2 separate regions of the Canis lupus genome follow, and region 1 is linked to region 2. Evidence: chromatin contacts called from public Hi-C data. All regions are on one chromosome and are shown on one strand. The core of a region is the stretch at or near the end of the contact, and the rest is flanking DNA. Distances in the headings are between cores, read along the strand shown.

Evidence for each region. Hi-C and Micro-C count contacts between places; a contact is called where the count stands out from the background.
Region 1: a contact with region 2 is called in a Hi-C map of blood, with 2.6 times the contacts expected there. The contact joins the promoter of TRMT10A here to the promoter of DAPP1 in region 2. A contact is called at or near these places in 3 of 9 Hi-C or Micro-C datasets (amygdala and blood).

What each region holds. Positions count from the first base shown.
Region 1 is chr32:18,311,281-18,314,174 of UU_Cfam_GSD_1.0, forward strand. TRMT10A (tRNA methyltransferase 10 homolog A) reads left to right here and starts at 1,527. Exons shown (of 8, transcript XM_038582051.1): 1 at 1,527-2,119. MTTP (microsomal triglyceride transfer protein large subunit) reads right to left here and starts at 2,255. Exons shown (of 18, transcript XM_038582043.1): 1 at 2,129-2,255.
Region 2 is chr32:18,116,661-18,119,730 of UU_Cfam_GSD_1.0, forward strand. It overlaps DAPP1 (dual adapter for phosphotyrosine and 3-phosphotyrosine and 3-phosphoinositide), which reads right to left and starts at 1,466. Exons shown (of 10, transcript XM_038582040.1): 1 at 1,008-1,466; 2 at 172-307. The coding sequence starts at 272.

The DNA.
Region 1 (2,894 bases), core at 277-2,776, 190 kb after region 2:
TTCAGTATCAAATTATTATTTTTTAATAAACCTAATTTTCTTCCACTATTCTTTAAATGACCCAGTTTAACATAATTACATTCCTACAGTTGTCCAAATTTTTAAATACCCTTAGGGTTCTTCTTTCTTCCTTTTTTTCTCATCCTACCCACAGCTTTTCAATCATGTGTCAAATTATGACATGTCTTTGCTTTTACAGCTCTCAATATTTTGAATACCTTTCTCTTCTTGATATCTCGAAAACCACTTGCTTTCCGAGATGAAGCAAAATTAATTTCTAAAACTAAATCTCCTGTCTCCAAGAGCAGTTAGTGTCTCCTTTCCATGTATAGGCATCTCAAGCACACTGTACATTGTAAGGGTATTTATTTACAGCTGGCTCTCTCACCAGTTGATGGATTCTTACAAGGACAGAGATTATGATTTAGTTATCTTTGCATCAACAGTACTAAGACAAAAACATGAACTCAATGAATGTGTCTCATGAACAAATACATGAAGTTATACAATTCAATGAAAATAAGATTATTTCCTATCATGAATTTACTTTCAAGTACAGTCTATATTATACTTCAATTTCTGATTAAATCTCCCCCCTCTTCTTGCTGGCACTTTTCTTGGTGCTTGCTTTGTACTGATAGTAGAACCACTTAAATATTTGTACCTGTAAAAGTTAGACTGTAAAGTTAAAGTGGCTGTATCAAAAGAAAACTTATTGGCTCCACGATGACAATATGAATTTTTAAGGTAACTTCAAAAATTCTGCTTTAAATATATAAGGATGCCAAATATTAACACTGAAAAATATGTAATTACTCATAATCAGAATCCTGAGAGGCACTGAACAGCTGCTGAAAAATATGGCATGTCACTATGCCAGCTTGAGTTTAATGACCTACATGTGAAGGGCTACATATCCAATTACTAATCCTCCCTCAGCTACTCTTTAGCCTGATATAGAGGCAGCTGAAAAAAAGATGCCCTACTAACATCAGAAATGGATCCAGACTTTGTTGTCAATGTTCAGCCAGGAGATCTTTTAGATTTAAGACGAGGAAGAAATAGGGAGTGACCCACAACAATGTTATAGCTGACACAGCTTTTCAAGTAAAATTTGAGGGTTTAAAGCAAAAATGATTTCAGTTTTCTGACTAGAGAACTCAAATCCTGCATTTAATTTTGTTTATTAAAACCTTTAAACAGGCTCAAATATGTTTTCAAATATCAAGAGTAATTTACTTCACAATTCTTCCCGTACCAATGTGGCAGTCTTCTAATTCATCCACTCAAATCTCATTCTTATCTTCAAATTCCGTAGTAATTACCTATTAGAAGTAGGCCAAAACAAAAGCTAAATAGAAAACGACAGTCTACTAGATTATGTTTCAGTTGTCCCTCAGTTGACTTGCTCTATATATAGCAAAAAAGATCATATAAGGTCATGTATTAGGAACAATGAAATGTCACATGATGTTTTGCAAAACAGCATAGGAAAAACAGTTCAAGGAATGAATGGCGAATAAGATTTAGGACTATAGTTTTAATAAAAACGTTTAAGCAGTCTAGATTTAAGTGCATCTTACTGCGAGTTTGACTCCTTCTTAAAATTCGATTTTTCATTTGAGTCGCGTGCAACCGTGTGATACCGACAACTTTCTTCTGCACACATTATAGTTTAGGCACAGCTATGCTTTCCTTTCATCTCATCATCATAGAGAATTAAAGAGCCCTCCACCGTGGACTCGAATTAAACATTTTTAAGAGTAAGTGTGTCTTAACACCGCCCTCGTCCCCAAAGGAAGATATAAATGAACACGTGCCTGCAAATACACACTTGCTTGGAGGTGGAAAAACAGACATCACCGTAACTACCCCTCACCCCCACTCCAAAAACTCCAACTCCGCCCAACATGAACTCCCTCCCCTTTCTTCCACTGCGGGTCCAAACGTGGCGCAGTTCGATGACGTAAAGGCGTAAGCGTCGCCGTCTCCTACGCGTAGCTACCGTCCCTGCCTCTGGGAGTTGAAGTTCCCTAGGGAAGATTCGTGAGCCGTAGCAAGACCACTAGGAGAAGGCTCTGTGTTGGTGCTCTCGGTTCCCTGACAACTCCTCAGCTCGGTAAGTCACCTGGCACTGCCGCTGGCGTTTGCCTACTCTCTGGTCTTCTCTGGGCGCAAAAGAGGCTCTTGCAAGTGCCAGCCTCCACTAGCCACACGGCTTCCGGGGGACAGGGGAGTGGGGCTGTGGAAGCGGCGCGACCCAGTTCGCAGAGGAAGTGATGTCAGATAGAGCGCGTCCCCGGCGCCAAGCAGCTCCCTGATTGGCTGGCTGCGGTTTAATCCCTCCTCCAGTGCGTCCGTAGGCGGGTGCCTGGAGGCGAGAGGGAGGCGAGGCCCTACCCACGCGCTGTGGGGGCGCCTCCGGTCGGCGTTTGTTTGGGGGTCGGGATCCGGTCCCTAGTGTATGAAGAGTGTGAGTTTCCAAATAATGAAGGGAGAGGGAAATCTAGACTCTGAGAGGCTGGAGGACGAGCTGTGGTTCTGCCACTTGGTGGCGAGAGACCGTGAGCAGCCGCTTTAGGTTTTGCCATCGGCCTCCTCTCCTTTCTCCGACGAGGGAGGGGCTGGCTGGGCGCCGTGTGCCCTAGAGGCCCGCCGAAAGGTGCTGCAGGTGCTGTAGGCCCCATGGTGGTGAGCCCAGGATAGTTTTTAAGGAGGACCGAGGCGTTGATTTCAGTGAAATGTTTAAAGTGTTAAAATTCGGCAGTTTTTCTGGAGCTATACAGAGGATAGCAGCAGACGACTTTCTCCCTTTTCGTTTTGGTTGTTTTTCATTCTTCCCCATCTCCCCGGGTCCCAGCCTGATCCTCCCACGGGGCCTGACGGCTGAATCA
Region 2 (3,070 bases), core at 216-2,715:
TGTGATTGGCCCCAAGCAGAAAGATGCCTAACAGACACAAAGGGGTGAAGTGGAAAGCGAAGAGGACTGAGACGGCAAGGTGCTGAAGATAGTCAACCGAAGTGAACATCTGGGAGGGAATTGGGAGTCAATGGTCACCCAAGAAGTACTTTGAAAAGACTTGCTTCTTACCCCAATTCCTGAAGCAGCTCAGCATCTCCATCTGATCTGCTCCACAGATCTGAAGGATCCTGGGTGCTCATCTTCCCTTCGAGAGACTCTGCTCTGCCCATTCGCGCTCCTCACGTCCCCCAGCCCCTGCCAGTTGCTATGGGAAGAGGCAGAGAGAGAGAGAGAGAGTTGGGTCTACTGCTCCTTGCGCTCTCCTCCTCTGAGAGAGAAGCCTGCTGTGGCTGGGCTCCAACCAGCAAGGAAGTGAAACTTGGGTTACTCCTCCCACTGACACTCACCACCCTGGCCCTGAGGCACGGGCAGGAGTCTTCTGTCAGCCAGGAAGTATGCAAACGTAGGTAGCTACTCTGAGGGCACCCACGCTGCATCATGCAACATGCAGTTTCTGTCAAAGGAAAGTAAGATGAAGTCACCCCAGCTGGGCTTGGACTATCCATCCATTCAGGCTCCTTTGGCAAGGCCAAACATAGTTTCTCCCAGGTGCTATTATCAGCCCTGGGAGAAGAGGGTACAGGCACCCCCATCTTCCATCTCATGCGCCAACGCAAGGGGCTCCGAGGAAGCTTCTGTATCAGGAACATCTTTACGGCGGGTGTAGAAATCAGAGTCAAACCATTAGCCTCGATCCTCAAGTCTGGTTTTTAGTGCCTTCTCGATACTTCTGCCTTGATTACCCAAGCTTTTCAACATGCCCGTGGCATTCAGACTGGCAAGATTCAGAGACAACTGCTGTTTTCTCTGAGGAGGAAGGATGGGGTGAGATGGCAGGAGAAGTTGGAGGACCAGCCTGGTGCGGGGAGCCTGGGAGCCCCCCCTCCTTCACTGGGCTTACTCACCGCTGGTATCGGTGCAGCAGAGCAGCCCGTCTGCCTGCAGGTGCTCCAGGGAAACTGCAGCAATGCTGAGTGTCTGGGAGTCGGACGAAGTGGGGTAGTAAATGAACAAAGAACATGTGTGGCTTCCCGCCTTCTCTCTCTATTTACATGCAGGAGAGAATGTGCTTCTGGATTCTTTCCCTTCTCTCTATCTCTCTTACCCTAACTCACTCAGGGGTCACCGGGGTGCTCTGTAACCCAAGGCCAGCAGCATTGGCATGACTAGGGGCTTGTCGCAATGCAGAGCTTCTGTCCCAGCCAGTCCGGACCAGCATCTGCATTTAAACAAGATCCCCAAGGTAACTCCCGTGCCCGTTCAAGTTTGAGGAGACTGCCTTGCAGGATGCCAGGACAGAGGAGCTGTTCCTAAAGCAGAGGATCTGCATCTGGCACCATTCCGCCTTTCCTTACGGCTCTTCCCTTGGGAAACGTACAAGGGAGGTGGGGGGGTTGGGGTGACTGGGTGACAGGCATTGAGGGGGGCACTTGACGGGATGAGCTCTGGGTGATATGCTATATGTTGGCAAATTGAACTCCAAAAAAAAAGAAGAAGAAAAAGAAAAGAAGAAGAAAAAAAAAAAAGAAAAGAAAAGAAAAGAAAAGAAAGAAAAGAAAGAAAAGAAAGAAAGAAAGGAAAAGAAAAGAAAATCTTTGAAATAAAAAAAAAATGTTTTCCCTCGTGTTCCTGTTTGTCAGTGATTGGGGAGACCCTGGCTTACTTTGATTGTGTGGGAGAAATTCCTGATGTCTAAACACAGCCTGGGGGAGAGACTAAGCTCTGATAACACTCTTGTAACTGATTGTACGTGAACATTTACAATTCTTTTTGCTACAGCGTGGACGGAGAGGAGCACAGGGTCCTCTTGCAACAGACGCCAGCCCCGGCCTGGGAGGTGCTGAATGTACATTTGGCAGAGATCGGGGCATCTGGGCAGAGATTTCCTGTTCTCTTTCTAGAGCTTTTTGTTCAGTGTTTCAGTATCTATCTTGTTCCCATTTTAGCAGATTCTGGTTTTTCTTTTACTTAACCTCTCCTCTCTCTCTCTCTCTTTTTTTTTTTTTTTCAGGAAAGAAGCAAAGCTTACTAATATCACCCTCTTCCCATTTTCAGTCTTCCTGCCTTCCTCCTGTTCTCATTTTGCTACCCCATTGGTGACCTTCTCCTCTAATGTCATTCTTTCTGTCACTTACCCCGTTTCCCCCAGGCAGTCTCCTTTCCCTACTACCCCCCTGCTCCACTAACTACACATTTAGCATTGGAGCAGTACCAGCTGCTGCAGCATTACCACTTGGATTCAACAAAATGCTGGGTAGTCGTCAAAATACTGGATAATATATTTAACAATAGATTGTTTAGATATTATACACACATAAGCATATATACATATGTGTGTATATACATACACATATATATATACTTCAAGAAACTGCAACTTTTGCTTCCAAACAAATAGGAGGTATATATATATTTATATAATTTATATAATATATTATATTATAAATATAATAAATAAATTATAAATATAAATATTATTTAACTTACTTCAATATTCTTTTAACTTACTTCTTTTTTAACTTACTTCAATATTCTTTTCAATAGTAGTGATTCCTAGCACTAAATTCTTTCCATGTGGGTTTTGAACATAGAAACGGATACAAACAACCAAGCTGTTTTAACAATTCTGGAACATCTTATGCTTTGTTGGAAACATTTTTATTTATCAAGAAATCTTGGGCCTTTATCAGAATGACTATCACATCCAAACCATCAATTTTCTTATAAAGAGAAATTTGGGGAGAGTTATTGTGTCTAGATTTGAATTTCTTTATTAGAAGAACGGGTTTCTAGGACTTGAGACTCCTCTAAGGAGGACTTAAAAAGAATGACTATAGTTGAAGATCCTTTTCGATCTTACCCTAATTTATTTCTCTCTACAGAAGGCTTAAATATCACAATGTCTGCTTTTTACCTGGTGACCTGGCAATGGCAATTTTACTCATTCTCTTCACAGAAGGAATGGTCT